5 separate regions of the Mus musculus genome follow, and all the other regions are linked to region 1. Evidence: chromatin contacts called from public ChIA-PET, HiChIP or PLAC-seq, capture Hi-C and promoter capture Hi-C data. All regions are on one chromosome and are shown on one strand. The core of a region is the stretch at or near the end of the contact, and the rest is flanking DNA. Distances in the headings are between cores, read along the strand shown.

Region 1 (3,645 bases), core at 754-3,253:
TGGTACAGGGAAAATTTCCTGAATAGAACACAAATGGCTGAGGCTCTAAGATTGGCCATTGGTAAATGGGACCTCAGGAAACTGAAAAGCTTCTGTAAAGCAAAGGACACTGTCTACAGGACAAAACGACAATCTACAGATTGGGAAAAGATCTTTATTAACCCTACATCTGATAGAGGGCTAATATCTAAGATATGCAAAGAATACATAAAATTAGACCCCAAAGATCAAATAACTTGATGGAAAAATGGGGTACAGAGCTAAAGAAAGAATTCTCAACTGAGGAATCTCCAATGGCCAAGAAATACCTAAAAAGATGTTCAACATCCTTAGTCCTCAGGAAAATGCAAATCAAAACAACCCTGAGATTTCTACTTTACACCAATCACAATAGGTAAGATAAAAAAGTCAGGTGACAGCAGATGCTGTCGAGGATGTGGAGAAAGAGGAACACTCCTCCATTGTTGGTGGGATTTCGAGCTGTACAACCATTTGGAAATCAATCTGCGAACTACTCAGAAAATTGGAAATAGTTCTTCCTGAATAACTAGCTACACAACTCCTGGTCATATATCCAAAAAATGCTCCATTATCCCACAAAGACACTTGCTCAACTATGTTCAAAATAGCCTTTTTTTATATAACAAAAGCTGGAAACAACCCAGACGTCCCCCAAGGGAAGAAGATGTGTTACATTTACACAATGAAATATTACTCAGCTATTAAAAACAAGGGCTTCATGAATTTTGCTGGCAAATGGATAGACCTAGAAAATATCATCTTGAGTGAGGTAACCCAGACCCAAAAGGACATACATGATCTGAACTCACTCATAAGTAGTTATTAGCCCAAAAGCTCAGAATACCCATGATACAAGTCACAGACCATATGAAGCTTAACAAGAAGGAGGCCAAAGTGTAGATGGTTCAATCTCACTTAGGAGGAGAAACAAAAAATCATGGGAGTCGGAGGGAGGAAGGGACCTGTGTGATAGAGGGGAGGGGGAGGGAAAAATGGGTGGGCAGGATCAGGTGTGGGAAGAGACAGGAGAGAAGTCCAGAGGGCTAGCTGTATCAACTAACTGCATGCCCCAGAGCTCCTAGGCACTAAACCGCTAATCAAAGTGTATCCACAGATGGGTCCATGGCTCCAGCTGCATGTGTAGTAGAGGACTAACTGCCTCATCCTGCTTCAGTGGGAGGGGAGGCACTTGGTCCAGTAGAGGCTTGACACCCCAGAGAAGGGGGATGTTCTAGGCTCTAGGCTTGAGGCAGGGGTAGGTAGGTGGGTGGGGGAAAGGAAGTGGGGAATGACATGAGGGGTTCATGGAAAGGAGGTGAGGAAGGCAACAACATTTGAAATGTAAATAAATAAAGTAATTAATAATAAAAAAGAAATGTTCTCAACAGTAAAGTTTTGGCGAGGCAAAGAGAAAGTAGACAGGCATAGTAGAGAAAGGTCAAGTACGCCTAGTGATCTTCTGCAGTGAATAGAGTTATATTTGACTGGTGTCCAATGGCACAGCTGAATGGTAGACTTCACACTTCTCATGTACAAAGCTCTGAGTTTGATCCCTGTCACCACACACAATAAAAGTGCCTTACACACACACACACACACACACACACACACACACACACACACACACACACAAGGCCGGGCAGTGGTGGTGCACACCATTAATCCCAGCACTGGGGAGGCAGAGACAGGCAGATTTCTGAGTTCAAGGCCAGCCTGGTCTACAGAGTGAGTTCCAGGATATCCAGGGCTACACAGAGAAACCCTGTTTCAAAAAAGTTACTTTTTGTACCTTGAAATCTAAAATATGTCTCAACTCTGTTTATTTCTTTTACAGTATAACATGCTCCCCCTCCCCCCACCCCGCCGCAGTTTTTCAGTTCCAGATCTAGGTAGGCACCCAATCTCTGGCAGCTTATCAAGTCAGCTGATGTGAAAATCCGCCCACAACTCACAAAATATAGAGGGAAGACAGAGGGGAAAAAGGGGCGGGCTCATTGCTTCAGCAAGAAGATAGTGGTGCAGAGCCTCCCATGCCAGATTGCTTGGAGACAGGAGAAAAACTGTACGTATTTAATGAAATGCTAACTAAACTAAAGTGGGGGAGGCTTCCTCAGGGGAGCTGGATCTTGCTCCTGTTAGCCTGCCATAGTGGGTCTCTATAGATCAGCTGAGGCTGGGGTGGGGTGGACGGTGGGAGCTCTGCTGTGGTCGGAAAGTACCGATGCCACTCTGTGCTTTCTGGTATGGCCAATGTTACTTAAATACGATTGGGAGGAGTGCAACCTTTTGAGTTTGTAAATCAAAGCAGGTGCCCAGATTCCTGGAGGATTGACTGGAGGACCTTGGGGGTGCTCTGGCCCACCCTGCCACCCAGCCCACACCTTAAGTGCCCCTCCTCCACACCTACCTACAACTTTCTTTTCAGGCTCCCACAGCACTCCCCCTTCCCCAAACCTCCAAGCTTTTGGAATTTCTCTCTTCCCAAGGACACGGGTATCAGGTAATACTCTTTCTGGCCTTAAATGACTCTTGTGGCATCAGGGAAGGATCAGTTTTTTTCCAGTAGGGTGGGGGTGGGAGATTTATCCCATCTACAAATCCATCTACAGTTTTAGTTCACTGGGTGCTGGGAATGAACCAAGTCCTCTCTCTGCAAGAGCAGCAAGCTCCCTTCCCTGTTGAGCCATGACTTTACCCCCACTTTAATACTTTTGTTTAGGAATAAAATATCAAATTTCTTGAAAAGCAGAGTTCACAATTGTTGTTAGATCAATGGCCTAGTGGCAGCCTGAGGATACCAGGCAAGCTCCTTCAGAGTGGACAGCCTAGCTGCTAAGATGATTGGAAATACTGTTCTGGGAGGTGGGGGACAGGTCGAGGAAGAGGGAGACCTAACCATGCCTCCCTTCAACCCTAGGGCCCTACTCCATGCCATCCTGTGCACACCTAAAGTACCCTCCTCCACGGCTATCCTGGTCCCTTAAACAGACCCTTAACCAGAGTGTAAAACAGGGTCTTCTTGAGGCAGAGTAGCAGGTATGATTGGCCTGCTGCCTTTGACTGTGAGCTATAGCCAGGTTCCACCAAGTCCCATACTCCTCACAGTAAGCCATAGCACCTGTTGTGTTGGGAAAACTTAGAAAAGTAAAGATTTCCTTTGTTCTTCAGACTTTTCTATGGGTTAAAAATGGCAGCCAGGTCCTCACAGCACAGGCCAAGGGACATAAAGCAACTGAATTTGGTGAAAGTTACTGTATCTGCTGTCTCACAGTGGTCTCTCTAGAAGCCACCGCAGCTTCTCTAATGTTTTCACCTCCTCTGACTCATACCCAAAGAGAAAGGTCGTGAGTAATACTACTGTTTCTCAGATAAGCCATGTGCTTCTGAGGGCTAGTAGTCTAGATGAACACCAGAGGGCCTTAAGAGAGTCCATGACTGAGCAATAAAATGGTGAGGTTCTAAAATGGCGACTTTTTTCATCACCTTCCGGACCTGAGAACAAATCTTGGCTACTTAAAACAAGTCTGTGCAGCCTTTCTCCTCTCATTGGTGCCCCTGCCAGTGAGCAAATCCAAACAGTTCAAGGCCAGAGCAGGATGTGGTTTTTGATTGACACAGTAAGAT
Region 2 (4,090 bases), core at 775-3,274, 460 kb after region 1:
GCCATAAAGAGAGGGAAGACATACAAGAATGTCTGGACTGGCCCAGCGCCTCCCTATCTCCCGCCCTTCTGATCTAAGTTAAATGTTAACCAGATGCTCTGCTGTTACCTCGATCTGCATGTACAGTCTGCTGATGTTTAAATGAGCCAATCATGTGAAACCACGCCAATTCCTCCCCCAGTCCCAGACCCTTTTCTATAAAAACCTCTAGCTTTTAAGCCTCGTGGTCGAATCCACTGTCTCCTGTGTGAGATGACCCGGAGCTCCACCATTAAACTACCTTGTGCATTTACATCAAGTCGGTCTTTTCGTGATTCTTTGGGTGCACGCCAAATTGGGAATTGAGTGGGGGGTTCCTCACTAGGTTCTTTCACAGCAAGGACGGTCTCTCATGAGTTCTTGGGGGGTCTCGTCATCCTGAGACTTGAATGAGAGTCTCCCCTCTTCGGGAGTCTTTCAAAACCAAACAAAATTTTCGTATCCTTTCTAGCTATAATTTCAAGAGAAAAAGCACCTTATTACTTGCTGAACCCAATAATCACAATCAGAGATTTTTCTAGGAGGAACAACTGTCAGCTTCTTTACCATAGAACTTGAGAAGCTGCTGGGCCCTTTAAAAGCAGCATGGCAGGTAATCAGCCCCTAGCAGGGCTTCTCCAGCTGTGATTGACTCCTAACTATAGGTGCAGGGCTCCAAAGGACAATTAAGACTGCCTTTAAACAAGCTAAATTAAATCAGGGGGTGGGCAGCCAGCACATAAAGTTTTAGCCATTTTTTTCTTTTCAACACTAAACACGAACAACAATCATTCAAACAACGAAACAAAAACAGGTGTAAATTGACACACATGGACAGATTGGTGCACCAAGGACAGACAATAGACAGAGAGGGAAGAGAACTTGATGTCCTAAAGGGACCTAGAACCAGGACTAAGGATATCTCCAGTAGGAGCCAGAGAGGAAGCAGGATGTCTTCTGATTTCCTCCTGTCCCAAGGAGAGCTCTGAAATAGCTTATCTCTTTTGCTAACATGTCCTGGACAGGGGATACCTGCTTTTCTGAAACCTATTCTCTCTCTCTCTCTCTCTCTCTCTCTCTCTCTCTTTCTCATGTCATTTGAATACCATTTCTACTTCTGGGCACCATGGACAGCATAAATCTACTTGTGCTAAGAATTTTTCTAACATCTGTTTTTAAACCCTGCTCCTCTCACCTGATGCAACTCTTGGCTGTGGAGAAATGGCTATATAGAATTCCCCTGTCCCGTTGAGCTGTTACCCCTAGGTGAAGTTGGCTTCGGGTCAACACCTCTTCAGCCCAGCTGTATGCCCTTAATACACCTCCTGCAACAACAGCCTCCCTAAAATAAACTAACTAGTGTTAGCATTAATGTTGTTCATTACTGGGCAGGATACCATTACTTCTTCTGTTTTCTGTGGAGCTCCACTCAAGCCAGTGTTTCTCAGTGCTTCCTCCCACTTCCCCATTTTCAGGCCTCAAGCTATGCACCACCTGTAGCCATCCAGTAGCCACTGAGAACTGGGTTAACCTGAAAGGGGGGCTGGGAATGAAAAGGACTATGGGCTGCAAGAAAAGGATGAAGCCAAGATCAAGGCAAAGTTTAATTCTGCAGCTCCAGGTAAAAAGGGAAGACCACAAAACCCAACCTTTGTTTAGGCTGTATTATGTTGCAAAGCAAGCTCAGTGAGCTTATTTCAGGAACTTGCAGGTGCAGCAAGGCGATAACTCCACTTGAGCCTGCTCAAGGTTGGGGGAAGGGCATGGTGGTGCACCAGGGAGCATTTGAGATTTGAATCACTCCGATTATTTCCCTGTTTCAGAGTTTAATCATATGCTGTTTCTGCACTGTGTGGTAGGAGCAAATTGCGCAACTCGTATGAAGCTAATATTATCCAAGCACAGTTTAAAAAATTACCTTATGTAAAGAAAAAGGAAGAAATATGAGGAAGAAAAGTGTTCCTCTTTCAATCTTATTTATTCTTGTCTGAGGCAATAAACTGACTGTGGCTCATAGACACATATTTGAGAGTCTGGCATAGTGGTTTTTCAAAAGGAAATTTGAGCTTGTGAGGTTAGCCACAGTTTACAGAGGGTTGAAAGTCTAGGTAGGCTTACTTAACTGTCAGCCCTCTCACCTTTTTCGAAGGACATTTTCTGGAGCCTTCTTTGAATATTCATCAATGTCTGAAGAAATTGTTTATGCAAATCTCAAAATCCAGGACCCTGATAAAAAAGAAGAAACCCAGAAGTCTGACAAATGTGGGGGAAAAGGTAAGATTTTGAGCCATGGATGAGATGGCAGTGACCACAGATTCATGCAATGTGAATTTTTAATTTTTATTTCTTTAAATTTTAATATGCCATATGAATTTTTGTTCAGCCTTTCATTTAAACCCCAAATAACAAAGTGATTAAAAATAATTTTTTTCTTTAAAGCATAAGGTATTTCTTTAAGCCATTGTAATACAACATTGTATTTTACATTTTTAATATTAAATTAAATTGAGGTATGTGGAAAGAGATTGTATTTTCAAATGACAGTGTTTTATTGTGAAGGTTTTGTTTTGTTTTGGTGTGTGTGTGTGTGTGTGTGTGTGTGTGTGTGTGTGTGTGTGTGTGTGAAGCCATGGAATTAGGACTATACCTTATTCAGGAAAGTCATGGGCTTATATGTTCTTGCTAGATTTTTGAACGCAAACTGCTTGAAGTGTAGGAGAAAGACAAAGAAGGGGAGAACATTTTTTATTTTTAAATCTGGCTTCTCTCCTCATTGTTCATGGAGCTTGCTCTGATCCAGATCTTCAGGAGTTTCCATATTTTATCCTAGCATTCAAATCTCTACTCTTTGTCTTAAATTTAGGTTAAATTTAATCTGTGTATGTGTGTGCATATGTGTATGAACATGTATGAGTGTGTGTGTGTGTGTGTGTGTGTGTGTGTGTGTGTGCACGCGCATATGTGTACGTGTGTGTATATGTGTGCTTGTGCCACAGTGCTTGTGTGGCAGCCTGAGGACAGTTTGAGGAGACAGTCCTCTCCTTGCATCATGTGAACCACCAGGAATTTCCCTTAGGTTATAAGGCTTGCAAAGCAAGTACAGTTAGGCCCTGAGCTACTTCTGAGTCATGTCTCTACCTCATTGCTGTGCCTTTCTGCTGTTTTTATATTGCTGAGCATTCCATTTTAAGATTGCTCTTTTGGTAGATCTAAGGGAGTGGTTCTCTAATCTCAGATATCCAGTAAGATTGGAAGTTCAAGGCCTACTTGGGCTATGAGAGAGTTCAGAGTCAACCTGTGCAGTCAGTTAAGTGAGATCCTGTCTCAAAATAAGAGGTAAGAAGAGAGCTGAGGATACAGCTGAGTGCTAAAGCACTCATTTAGCATATTCAAGGCTCTACTCTCAATACAATATAACACAACATGACATACTCAGCACAACACCCAAAACATATCAAAACCTACAGGAAATTCCTTCACACTGTGCATTCTCTGTGACACATCCCCCTGGTTTTCACTATCCCTGTGGCTGAGCTGGTTTTGTTCTTCTGCTTGTCCTGGCTTGATTGTGTTCTTTGATGGAGCACTGGAGGGCTCTTCCTAGGTCTCTTGCTCTAGTGTCACTCTACATGCATTTCTAAGTTATCTCGTGGCTTTCACTCTCAAGTTCCTATCTATCTATCTATCTATCTATCTATCTATCTATCTATCTATCTATCTATCTATCATCTACCTATCTCTATCATCTCTATATATCTATTACCTATGTATCTATCATTTCTCTATTAATCAGTCATTTTGCACTTTGTTTCCTGTCCTTTAAAATGCGTCTAGATGACAACAAAAACACACACACCTTACTACTCTGTTTTATTAGTAGCCACAGTAGTGTCTAGTACCTAAATGGCACAGATCTGATAACTTTTAAATAACTGAATATATATATATATATATATATATATATATATATATATATATGTTATATATAAATGAGAAAATAATTATAACAAAAGATAGACTATGAGTTTGTATTTCAAACCTCAGATAATGACTGGAACATTTATAGTATTTT
Region 3 (3,938 bases), core at 1,033-3,532, 320 kb after region 1:
CTTATGACGGTCTTTGATATTATTTGATATATTTGATATTATTTGACATATCCAGTGATTAGTCACTGGAAATATCTCTGTGGGTAGCAATAACTAACCCAAATAGTCTTTTTTTTTCCTTTTGTATTCAATTAGTCACTAATTTTTGTCTTCTGAACAGATCCTTAATGTCAAAAGTTGGGAGAAAGAAGCAAATCTCCTTTCTAAATGGCGTTACCACAACTCTAGCCATGTGCCCCCTTCCTTCACATTGCGACTTCCTACAGAGCAATCGGGCCACAGGTCATAGAATCTCAAATGGCATTGGGTTGGGTGAATACCTTGTGAATACAGTTCTCACAAGGCCCAATTTCATCTTCAGTACTGAAAACTTCATTTATACTGTATCAGTTATTGGACATAGGGATGCATGTGGAACTAATCAGGACAACTTGACTCGGACATCACATTTACACAGTTACGTGGAGTTATTTTTAGTCTTCCTTCTTTTGATAATGTGTGTTTAATTAAGCTTCTGTAATGTCTCAGACATATTCGCTTCACTTCTATCTCTTTGAAACTTCCTTAAACTGGAAGGTATTTTCTCAACCTTATAAATTACTTTCCTATTTAGCTGACACCTACAGATATTTCAGCTGTAAATCATACTAGTACTTCCTAACCCAAGTTCTTGACTCTGAATTTTCTTCTATCAGTACTCACAGAGAAAATTATTGCCTTTTCTGACTTCTCAGAACAAGCCAAAAACAAGTGTGATTTTCAGTTTCAGGTGACCCTCATACAGGGTAACTGTGGCCCTCCTGGCACCGTGGCTGGTAACAATCTAGAGGTGAGTGGATGTTAAGTGATTATTCATATCTTTATAACCCCATGACTCATTTACAGGTAACTTTTAACATAAGAACTATATTAGTAAGGTAGAAACCGAAAGATTTTAAACTAGTTGAGCCCTTGGCAGTAAGTTTTGACCTTTGTTCGTCTTACTTTTTCTTGTTTTTACAGAAGTTTCCAGCAGATCATTTGACTATATCTTCTTCCACTTTCGGGGAACTTAGACATATTAACCTCTTGCCCAAAAGCTCATCTGGAAGGCGAAACTATTAGTCTCAGCTTCATTGGCTAAATTAGAACATTTACTGAAATGTGTCATTACTATGTCTGGAGTGCAGTGAGTGGCTAACAGTAAGCTGAAGTTTTATGTTGTCTCAAAAGAAGGTGTCTCAGTGGTGGGTTGTCCATTAACCTGGCTTTCTGTTTGGGGATTTTTAATTTTTATTTTATTTTTCTGTCACAGGGGTAAGAAGCTGTGAGCTGCCAGTCAATACAATGTTGATTGCCTATTTTGTTGTATTTTAGAACCATTAAGCATTGAGCTGGCCCAAGGGTCAGGACCCTGGATGCAGGGGAAAGGAGTGTCTAAGTTACTCCTGGCATCAGCTCCTATGAAGGTCCACCAGAGAAGTAGAATTTATTTATTTAATTAAAAATTTTTTTTTCGAGACAGGGTTTCTTTGGAGAAGTAGAATTTCTACATAAAAGCTAATGGAAATTATTGTGGGGTATCCAACAGAGAACACTGCCTGGATTAAAATTTAAGCCAATAGAAATCTTTATCAGCTGGCTGGAGAGCATACTTGGTATTCAGGATCCCAGTGTACCACCAAGCCTTTATGAAAAAAAAAAAATCCCGGGTTGACACACTTCAGTTAACAAGCACATTTAGTCAGAAGCAGAATTAAAGAAGTAAAAAAGAGCAAGGTTAGTCATTTAGGGGCATTTCCATCACTATGGACTTTGATGGATCAGGTCTTTGTTTTCATTTTGGCAGGTGGTACCATCTATGTGCTGAGTTTAATGGCCTGAATGGTACTTCAATCATGGAGTCAGTTGTGCCAAGGTCTGGGCACTTGTTACAGAAGCCTAAAAATTAAAAAAAAAAAAAAGTGTAAGAATTGATAGCAATGGGTTTCAAATCAGATTGGTCCCTGCAGAAAGGAGTATTGATATGATATTGGTGCCATGCTGATAAAGAGTAGCCATCAGGCTGAAGCACAAGGAGCCAAGACAGGAGACAATATACAAAATGGTAGGACAAAGATGAATGAATCTAAAAGGAGCAAGAGAAGTTGCAGGAAAGAAAGAGGGTGGCAAGAAAGACATTTTGTCTGGAAAGATAGTAATCACTATATTCTCAAAAGAAAATAGCAAGCCAGACAAGAGCTGTCTGAGTTAAAGAAACAGATGAGCCTTCAGGCAGCCATGGGGCTGGTTACCACATTACAAACAAGGATGTTGGGTTTTTTTTCTTTTCCTGTTTAGTAGATGTGATAAGACGCTGTGGTATAGCAACTGCATTACAGATAACTCAAATTTTCCATCCCTTTGAAAATAACCTTCTTTGTTTTTTATGCTAGCTCGGTAGTCGTGAAGTATGGCGTTTCAAAATATCATGAACTTAATCTCTTTTATCTTAATTATCTTCTTTAGTTAGCTCACAAAATAATGAGATAAATTATGGCATTTCATGCATGTAGATTTCTATGGATGTAGATCATTGTGCTTTGTTGGGATCCACCCTTCTATCAAGCTCCTTTACCTTCTATCATGCTCCCTTTACCTTCCACTGATGACACCTCAACATATATTATACATTCAAGTGTAGATTTTTTTTTTGTGTAACCCTAAACTGGGTTGTTGGGTTGTTATTGTTTTATATATATATATATATAGTTTTATATATATATAACTATATATATAGTTATATATAGTTATGTATATAAAACAATATATATTATATCAATATATAAATTATATATACACATATATACATACACATATATATATTTTCCCCCCTATGGGAGAATGAAGAGTTTTAAGTTTCTTAAGTTAGTTTTATTATTTGCCTTCCTTGGCCATAAGGTGTTTTTGAGGGAACACTTAAGTATATATTCCCCACTTTTTTTGGTGGTTACCATTGATAGGAATGAATTGCAATAATAGAGGGTTATCCTCAAGGATTCTGTGAAATGTACATCTCCCAGAAGACAGTGATACCATTGGAGAAGACTGGGGTGGAGTGAGTCATCTGATTAACATATGAAATAAGCTAGTTGGGAAAAAAAAGAGTAGAAACTAATTTGGGGCTACAGAATAAAGCATGGGAAAGAAAAGCCTGGGGAGTCTCAGGGGAAGGTGGTGCTATATATAAATGACCTATAAGTGTCATGGCTCTGGGGCAAGAGTTTTCAGCCTCAGGCTTCCCCCTCCTTAGTTCTCTAGATCACTTCCATTTTCCAGAGTGACTTTCTCTTCTTTAATAAATCGTCTCAGTTTCTATCACTCACTATCCATGTGCTCACAGTCCACTTCTGTTTAGGACAAAAAAAAAAAAAAAAAAACAAGAAAAGAAAAGAAAAGGAAAGGAAAGGAAAGGAAAGGAAAGGAAAGGAAAGGAAAGGAAAGGAAAGGAAAGACAAGACAAGACAAGACAAGACAAGACAAGACAAGACAAGACAAGACAAGACTGTCAGCAGATGTCCTATGGACTCTGGTCCACACCTACAACAATATTTCATATTGGTTGGTCAGACTTTTTAATAAGTCTTGACTGCTAACAGAATAATACCCCCAAGTTATATACAACAAACTGATAACTTACTTGCAGCATAGAAAATAACTAACTGTGGTGGTTTGAATAAAAATGGCCCCTGTAGGCTCATCTATTTGAATTCTTGGTCACTAGGGAGTGGCAATCCTTGAGAGGGATTAGGAGGTGTGGTCTTGTTGGAGTGGGTGTGGTCTTCTTAGAGAAGTGTGTTACTGGAGGTGGGCATTGGGGTTCAGAAGCCCAAGCTGGGCTCAGTGGCTTTTTCTGCTGCCTGCAGATCCAGATGTAGATTTCTCAATTCTCCAGCACCATTTTTGGTGCATGTCTCCAT
Region 4 (3,602 bases), core at 915-3,414, 350 kb after region 1:
GGCCTCCTGTTACAAGATGCGTCATGAATTCCAATGCTAGAGTCCCAGACTACACTACATGTGCTGGCCCGTGGCTAAAGCTAATAGTGTTTTCCATGAGTGCTGACTAAACAAGTGGGGAATTCCAGAAACTGGGCACAGTCAGAACAGACTCTTAAGAGATTTCCCCGCAGAGAAGAACAACGCAAAAGTCATCACACCCACCTCTTAAAACACCTTCGTATGCAACAATATGAACTAACCAGTACCCCGGAGCTTTTGTCTCTAGCTGCATATGTATCAAAAGATGGCCTAGTCGGCCATCAGTGGAAAGAGAGGCCCATTGGTCGTGCAAACTTTATATGCCTCAGTACAGGGGAACACCAGGGCCAAAAAGTGGGAGTGGGTGGGAGGGTATGGGGGACTTTTGGGATAGAATTGGAAATGTAAATGAGGAAAATACCTAAAAAAACATTAAAAAAAAAAACACCTTTGCGTGGTTGGTTTTGGCTCTCAATTTAACACAATCTGAAATCACTTGCAAAGGGAGTTTCCATGAAGGATTATCTAGATTAGGATGGTATGTGGGTGCATCTGAGGAAAACTAACATGGGGAAAAAAAATCCTCCCACTGAGATGAAACCATTCTTTGAGCAGGGGATTTTGGACTGTCAGAGAGTGAAGAAATTGCACTAAGCTTCATTGTTCTTTCTTTCCACAGTGGCTGGATTGTGACCAACTGCTTCAAAGGTCTGCTGCCTTCACTTTCCTCCAGTGATGCACTGTGATGATTTGAATGAGAAAAGCCCCTCATAGGCTCCTGTATATGAACACTTGGTCCCCAGTTGGTGGTGATGTTTAGGGGAGGTTGGGAAACCTTTAGGAGGTATGACCTTGCTACACTTAGTACACAGCTGGCGGTGGGTTGGGCTTGAAGAGTTTTTAGCCAATGAAGGAGAAGACCAAACAAATCAGGCAAGGAGACACACTAATGCACAGGTATTCCCAAAACAGTATGGGACATGAAAATCCATAAGATTATCAAATCATTGGGCCTGTAAAAGTGATACTATATGTTCTTCAAGGAAAATATGGGTGCCCTCCTCAATATCAAATTGAAAACTGTGCCAGTGTAAGAAAAGGGGGAGGGGGAGGCAAGATGCACAGTAAAAACCCCACTGCTTCTTATACTAAGAATTATCTGCTCTATAGACAATTACAGACCTAAGCAAAAGTCCTGAAACGAAGGTATCTGAGATGACTCACTGGGCTTTGCCGGGGCTACTGACCTGGGTACATTCCTGGGCCTCACATTTGACTGACACCGAAAAGTTGATCTCTAACCTTTATATGTACACACACACACACACACACACACACACACACACACACACAGTGAAATTACCAACATGTGTATGTTGAGAACTGGAGGGGCTACTCACCCTGAGAACGGAGAATCAGATGCACGGTGCTGGGAGCAAGAGAGCTGCCTTACTAGTCCGTGCAGTGACTAGCCTGAAAGCCACTGCCTTTTCAATTGTGCCACACCTGCAGATATTATCTACATGCAGCTTAACGCTCAGAAGGAGGGTCTCAACTCTCCCAGTTCTCTCCACTTCCTCCCTGCTAACTCCCCTGCCCCAGCAAAGAACACCTAGAGGGCCGCTCAGCAGTTTAAGAATGCTTGCTGCCCTTTTACCTGAAAATTTTAAGTAGTTCAGACAGCTCACTACCATCTGTTAACCCGAGTGCCGCAGCATTCAGTGCCCTCTGCTGAGCACTGGCGCACCTGCAGGCTTGCACACAGGAAGCTCCTCCCATCCTCTCCCCCTCCCTTCCCTCACACAGGAATGCAAATAAAAATATAACTTTAAAAGAACTCGAAGTGTCAACATCACGGTGTCATAAATAACACCGTGCAGAGCCCTATTTAAAATAAACAACCCTGCGGATTGTAGTGCTGCTCCCGGCTCCCTCAAAGCAAATTCTTTCATATGAAACAACAAAGTCTCATCCAACCGCATCGCTAATAACTAAAACGAAACACAAAACAAGTAAGGAGGGCATTGGTTGGAACCCGTGGGCGTCCCTGCTCCTCAAATAACTCTGAAACTCTTCCCTCAGGTATTCCCACTGTACCGAATCTGGAGATCTAAACTAGTCCTCCCTAGTCAGGTGGCGCCGGCTCCATCTCTGAGTTCTACAGGGCAGGAGCCCCAGCCTGGCAGGGCGGGGAGAGGTGGGGTGGGGCGGCACACGGGTGCCTGTCACAAGTCATATCCCGTGAAATGTGTATGTTAAGCCTCCAATTAAAACAGAAAGAGAAGAAATAATCTATCAAAAATCTAACAGACATCCCATCCCTCAGGAAAACAGTTCCATCTCCAATGGACATAAATTCTAATTAATAAACTTTTTTATTAAAAATAAAATTAATAAATAAAATTAATAAATGTTTCCGAACATCAAGACAAGGTGTGACATCCTTTCCTACCTCCTGTTTGTATCTTCTGCTTGTTGCTTGGCTTGTATCGTCCATAGTCATGACTCAAGCCAAAGATAAACTAAGTTTATAATTATAAGGTGCATTAACACACATCTCTTATTTGTTACCTCCCAGATACTCTTTCTTTTGCAAACATTTATAAGCTACTTTATATTGAAAAGTGGGTCAGGAAAACTAGTGATGTAAAGTGATGAATTTCATTTAACAGTTAATTACAATGAATTGATATAGAAAAGCTACCTCATAACTTATATGATTGTAAATCAATGCCTAAATAATTTCTTTCATGCATATACAACATTTAGTTTATATGATATTTTTCACAGATAGACATTCTATGTCCCCAAAGCTTTAAAGAGCTTTGTGAGAAAATGCTACTATACTGTGACAATTCACAGTTGATATGTAGAGAAAAAAACAAAACAAAACAAACAAACAAAAAAACAAGCCAAAAGAAAGAAAGAAACAAGCAAGCAAACAAACAAGCAAACAAACAAACAAGCAAACAAAAAACCAGACTACTTATCATTTCAGGCTTTAATTCTAGCGAAGTGATGAGATAAATCATTATGCAAGTCACATCAGCTAAAGCACACATAGACTCAGTCAAAACATCAGAGGTGTAAAAAATTCCGTGGCTAAACAAGTCAAACCAACTTTTCAAATCATGTATCAAGCAGCAATCCCTCTATCTAGTTTCTATCACACTGGGGCCGTGAGAACCATCAAGAGACTATTGAAAGAGATTCTCACCTGGACACCGCTTCTCAAAAATTCCATTTCCAGAATCACTGCAGCTACGGGATTCTGTAAGAAAATAGCCACGCTAAGAGCAATAGAAATAGAAATAGAACTATTTGCAGAGAGACACTCACAAAGTCTATTTGTACCCACCTCTCTGCCCATCTTGCATTAGTGTCTGTGTCTGCATGACTTAGAGGTCATTGTGAACTTGCTATCTCTGACTGCTGATGCTCATGCATATAGTTCAAGTATGATGCGTGGTGGTGAGGGTTCAGGTGAGAGATAAAAGACTCAAGATTTAGAGAGGGTTGGAAATACCGTTTCAAATTAGTGTACATGGCAGACGAAGTCACTAGCAAACTGGAAAATATCA
Region 5 (3,965 bases), core at 1,087-3,586, 430 kb after region 1:
TCTTGTGGCCTAGCAATAAAAAAACAAACCGAAACAGTACAAGTCTCAGAAATAATAAAAATAAATTGTTCATTGGAGGAACTGGAAGAAGTTTCATAGAGTGGGATTACATCTGAGGAATGAGACAGGAGACAGAAACATAACAAAGCCTTTTTTTTTTTTAACAGCCATTCAAAATAAGGCAAGAAAATAGTTCCAGTGTTGCAAAACTAGTGGTTAACTGTGATCAGAATCTTAGTTTTGGAAGCATCATCCAGGCTGATTGACATAGGATATCTAAAGCAATTTGTCCTCTTTCTCAGTTGAAACAGGGATTCCTGACTTGGTTACAGAAAAGAATTTTAAAGGAACAACTATGAAGCTGAGCTAAAATTTATTAGAATAAAATCTTAAGATTGATTAAAGCACAGACATTAATAGAGAGGTGCCCAGAGAAAGGATAAGATGCACTCAAGTGTCAATGTGAACATTCTCAGGGCTTACTACCCTTAGGTACCATAGCAGCAGACTCACATATGCTTTTGGTGGCTCAAGGTGTATCTCAAAAATGTGTTAAGTAACTTTTTCCACTGGTAAATGAGAGTGTAGGCTGGCTCTGGAGGTGCATTGGATAGGATCACACTAAGATAAAACTAAAGGTCACAAAGTCTCTTAAAGGACTGCTATACAACTGAAGTTTCAGATCTGGGAAAGGGATTAGGCTGTATTTGATAGTCATACTCAACTAAGTGTTGAGCCTAACTCATTACCATTTTGACATTATTTGAAACGCCCGTGTATAAGAAGGATACTGTCTATATGATATGAAAAAAACCTTCACAGAGAATGTTAACTGTGCTGGAAATTCTTGACCCTGCAAACAATTCCGCAGCTGCTCAGAGCCTTCAACCAGATTCTTGCAAGGGGCCCCTTTCCCTTCCCACATCTCCTTCATTTTCCTTGCCTTTCTATCCTGTCTCAAAATGCTTGGTACATATGGAATTCTGGAAGACAAGATGTTTATGTTTTATAGAGATAAGTTGAATGATACTCACCGTCTCATCCTCCAATGGTGTTAAGTAGCAAGTAGAGATGTTGGACATCTCTATTTGCCTGCAACTGTCTCTCTCGGCCTTGCGTGTTGGTATTAGGAACCCATTTTAAATTGTCATCCTGTATCAAATCTCCACATGTGACTTTTTTTTTTTTTTTCTGGAGAACTTGACCTGCAGTGAGGAGAAATATTGAGGAACAGCCTAACAAACAGTGAGCTGTTACCTGTGAAAGGCTCATTTTTGCATGATGATGTCATCTTTACTCCCTGATAGCAATTACCAAAGGCTGCCACAGAGGAGTGCTGAACTTTCCTCAACCTAAAAACCTCAATAACAGTTACTTCTTCCATCCTGTGAACCTAGAACTTGGAGATAATTGCCCTAAATGTTTTCATTCTTCAACATACAAATGATAGTGAACATTTTCTGTGAATCCTATCACATTTATAGAAATCACCAATGTCTCAGGCAAACGAAAAACAAGAAATGCTATTTAACATGATGAGCACACATGGATTTTAATTTATCTCATCAGCAACATCACCTGTCTATTTTAAGGTAAAAAACCTTGAACTGAGGAAGGGCATGATCTCATCGGCAGCCTCTACTGGCTCTAATGTATGCATCATAATTTTTGTCTTAAAGAGAAATAGCAAAAAAGATACTAAAAGGGGAAATTTTCTTAATCTGACTATGATAGCTAAAGTGGTGTGTGTGTGTTTATTGACTTGACTGATGGTTGTACTGAGCAGAGTGTGTGATTCAGTGATTGAATAAGTGAGCATTTCACACCCAAGACTACAATAGAGTGTACTAATATTAAATTAATGCCAACATAGGAACTTTTTTGTTTGTCTGGGTTAAATATAAAAAATCATTATTGTCTTATGTTTCACAAAAAATATTTAAGAGCCAACTCTGAGAGATGAGCCTCCCACAGTGTGTGCCTGCTATGTGTTCCTGTAGACTGATTTTTAAATACAAACATCTCATATACCTTATCCTATCTACAAAGTTCTTGCAAAATGATGGAACTATACAAGGCTATATTAAGGTTGTAGGCATTAACTTAGCAAATAACAAAGTTTGCTAAGCCATTATATAATAAACCATATTTTAACTAATATATGTAAAATCTTTGAAAATTGGAATAACTTTTTTTTCTATGCTGGCTTTAGGAAAATTCACCTTTTACTTTTCATTAAGATTTCAGAACTCATTTATGGTTGAATGAGGATGTAAGCCCTGCCCTATGTGGCTGTTTCCTCTTCAGTCTCTTTTCATTTCACCACAAACGCTATGTCATTTATCAGAAGTTCAGTTAAGTTCTTTTCTTAGAAACAAGAAGTCACAAAACTGAAGGGTACTTTTGGAGGTCTTATGCATTTACATTAAAAAAATTCATTAAAAATTTAAACATATCTGAAGGAGACTATATGTAAGTCTAACCAGATAATACCCTAATACAAAATATATACAAATTCAGCCAATAATTGAATTAATTTAAGACAGTGTTGTGTTTTATAAAAAAGAAAGAAAGAGTCAGGATATGTTTAGTAGAAATGTGGTGAGGTGGAAGGGGAGGGAGGAGAGGGGGAGAGAGAGGGGGGAGGGAGAGGGAGAAGGAAAGGGAGAGGGGGAAGGAGAGGGAGAGGGAAAGGGAGAGGGAGAGGGAGGAAGGAAGGAGGAGGAAGAGGAAGAAGAAGAGGGAGAGAGAGAGAAGGAGGGGGAAGGGGAGGGAGAGGGAGGTTGTCCAGGAACATGTGGAGAGAGGGGGAAGGAGATGAGAGAGGGAGAAAGGGCAGGAAGAGAAGGAGCAGAGAGTAAGAGAATAAGAGTAGTAAGAGGGTAAGAGAGTGAGGAGGGGGCAAACAGCCCCTTTCATAGTAAGCCAGACATACTTGGCTGTTACAATTTTCAAACTGTGGGGTGGAGCCTAGAAGGAATGCTGACAGAATGAGAAAGTTTACAAGGAGTATAGTACAGGTATTAGCGACTGCTGACTGTAATCCTAGGATTACAGATGGGTTATGTAGTTCCAAACCATCTTTGACTGTATAATGAAACTCTGTTTCAACAGAAAACAAACCAAAACCAAAACCAAGTCACAAATGGTATGAGGATGGTTGGGCTTCAGAGATGGCTCAGTTACTAAAAGAACTTAACTTCCCAACACCCATGTTGCTTAGCTCATAATTACCTGCAGCTCCAGCTCCAGGGGGATTTGATGCCTTTGTCCTCTGTGGGCGCCCACACCTGTATGTGCATACTCACAAATGGTCTATATACATATACATAATCTAAAATAATAAAAATAAATCTTAGAAAATAGATTTATTCTATGTGTACCTTTCCTCTTCATGCAGGAATGTTGAATGTCGCCAAAATATTTATTGTGGTGTAAAAATGTGGCCAATGGTTTAATTTCTAACAGAATCTTCATTTCCACCTAGAACCTCCTCATAGTCACAGTTATTCCCATTTCCTTCATCATTCTTGTCTTGTGAGGACTCAAATAAGCAATTATTAGGCTCTGCTTTGCTGCACTGTGAGTTTTCTCCACCAAATTATTCCAGACTTCTGCCAATTGGCTCAAAAATTTGATCCATATTGTCAGGTATAATCATAGCAACCACTCCACTTCAAAGGAAGCTCAAGTTACATAACAGACATTGTGTGGAAAGAAGGAAGAAAAAAAGAAAATAGATGATAAAAGATAGAAAAGTAGATACATAGATAGCTGATAGATAGATAGATAGATAGATAGACAGACAGACAGACAGACAGATACATATGAAAAAACATGTAGAGGTTATCTAGCATTTTAAATAAATGCCTCAACAGACTTTGGAGGGAATGCATAATTTTGGGGATGTAGATAAGTGGTAGATCACGTGTGTAGCGTCTTCCAGATCCTGGATTCAGTCCCCA

Evidence for each region. ChIA-PET counts read pairs in DNA pulled down with a chosen protein or histone mark. HiChIP or PLAC-seq counts read pairs in DNA pulled down with a chosen protein or histone mark. Capture Hi-C pulls out chosen DNA fragments and counts their contacts.
Region 2: a contact with region 1 is called in a capture Hi-C map of embryonic stem cells, with 4 times the contacts expected there. The contact joins the promoter of Clec12a here to the promoter of Clec2i in region 1. A contact is called at or near these places in 13 of 39 promoter capture datasets (the 3T3-L1 cell line, the C10 cell line, the HPC-7 cell line and 8 more), 3 of 484 Hi-C or Micro-C datasets (B cells, granulocyte-monocyte progenitors and pre-B cells), 7 of 115 datasets of contacts at active chromatin or transcription factors (the 230-238 cell line, DN3 thymocytes, T-cell acute lymphoblastic leukemia and 4 more) and 4 of 9 other capture datasets (adipose tissue, embryonic stem cells, liver and 1 more).
Region 3: an RNA polymerase II ChIA-PET map of effector CD8 T cells shows a contact between it and region 1, with 4 times the contacts expected there. The contact joins the enhancer-like site here to the promoter of Clec2i in region 1. A contact is called at or near these places in 10 of 39 promoter capture datasets (the C10 cell line, the HPC-7 cell line, cranial neural crest and 6 more), 1 of 484 Hi-C or Micro-C datasets (B cells), 7 of 115 datasets of contacts at active chromatin or transcription factors (the 230-238 cell line, CD8 T cells, T-cell acute lymphoblastic leukemia and 3 more) and 2 of 9 other capture datasets (adipose tissue and liver).
Region 4: a contact with region 1 is called in a promoter capture Hi-C map of liver, with 6 times the contacts expected there. The contact joins the promoter of 2310001H17Rik here to the promoter of Clec2i in region 1. A contact is called at or near these places in 14 of 39 promoter capture datasets (the C10 cell line, the HPC-7 cell line, HPC-7-derived erythroid cells and 9 more), 1 of 15 datasets of contacts at CTCF or cohesin (the NIH/3T3 cell line), 6 of 484 Hi-C or Micro-C datasets (B cells, CD4 T cells, DN3 thymocytes and 1 more), 18 of 115 datasets of contacts at active chromatin or transcription factors (the 230-238 cell line, CD8 T cells, DN3 thymocytes and 11 more) and 4 of 9 other capture datasets (adipose tissue, embryonic stem cells, liver and 1 more).
Region 5: an H3K4me3 HiChIP or PLAC-seq map of the 230-238 cell line shows a contact between it and region 1, with 11 read pairs. The contact joins the enhancer-like site here to the promoter of Clec2i in region 1. A contact is called at or near these places in 8 of 39 promoter capture datasets (the C10 cell line, the HPC-7 cell line, cranial neural crest and 5 more), 3 of 115 datasets of contacts at active chromatin or transcription factors (the 230-238 cell line, large pre-B cells and thymic regulatory T cells) and 2 of 9 other capture datasets (adipose tissue and liver).

Annotation. Positions count from the first base shown.
Region 1 is chr6:128,885,584-128,889,228 of GRCm38.p6, forward strand. Clec2i (C-type lectin domain family 2, member i) reads left to right here and starts at 2,004. Exons shown (of 6, transcript NM_020257.2): 1 at 2,004-2,083. The coding sequence starts at 2,052. The region is part of intron 1 of BC035044 (cDNA sequence BC035044); the gene reads right to left.
Region 2 is chr6:129,348,220-129,352,309 of GRCm38.p6, forward strand. Clec12a (C-type lectin domain family 12, member a) reads left to right here and starts at 2,025. Exons shown (of 6, transcript NM_177686.4): 1 at 2,025-2,292. The coding sequence starts at 2,202.
Region 3 is chr6:129,208,284-129,212,221 of GRCm38.p6, forward strand. It overlaps Gm38906 (a long non-coding RNA gene), which reads left to right. Exons shown (of 4, transcript XR_869480.2): 2 at 764-829. Among named protein-coding and RNA genes, the nearest start is that of Gm38906, 17 kb to the left of the region's middle. Within about 2 kb of position 2,283, at least 78 of the 459 cell types and tissues checked have an H3K27ac peak or open chromatin away from gene starts, as enhancers often do. A contact at or near this core is called in the 230-238 cell line, CD8 T cells, the HPC-7 cell line and 3 more, where this site is marked.
Region 4 is chr6:129,236,318-129,239,919 of GRCm38.p6, forward strand. It overlaps 2310001H17Rik (RIKEN cDNA 2310001H17 gene), which reads right to left and starts at 2,165. Exons shown (of 4, transcript NR_040268.1): 1 at 2,119-2,165; 2 at 1,422-1,527.
Region 5 is chr6:129,313,560-129,317,524 of GRCm38.p6, forward strand. No RefSeq gene overlaps it. Among named protein-coding and RNA genes, the nearest start is that of Clec2m, 16 kb to the right of the region's middle. Within about 2 kb of position 2,337, at least 39 of the 459 cell types and tissues checked have an H3K27ac peak or open chromatin away from gene starts, as enhancers often do. A contact at or near this core is called in the 230-238 cell line, the HPC-7 cell line, hematopoietic stem and progenitor cells and 1 more, where this site is marked.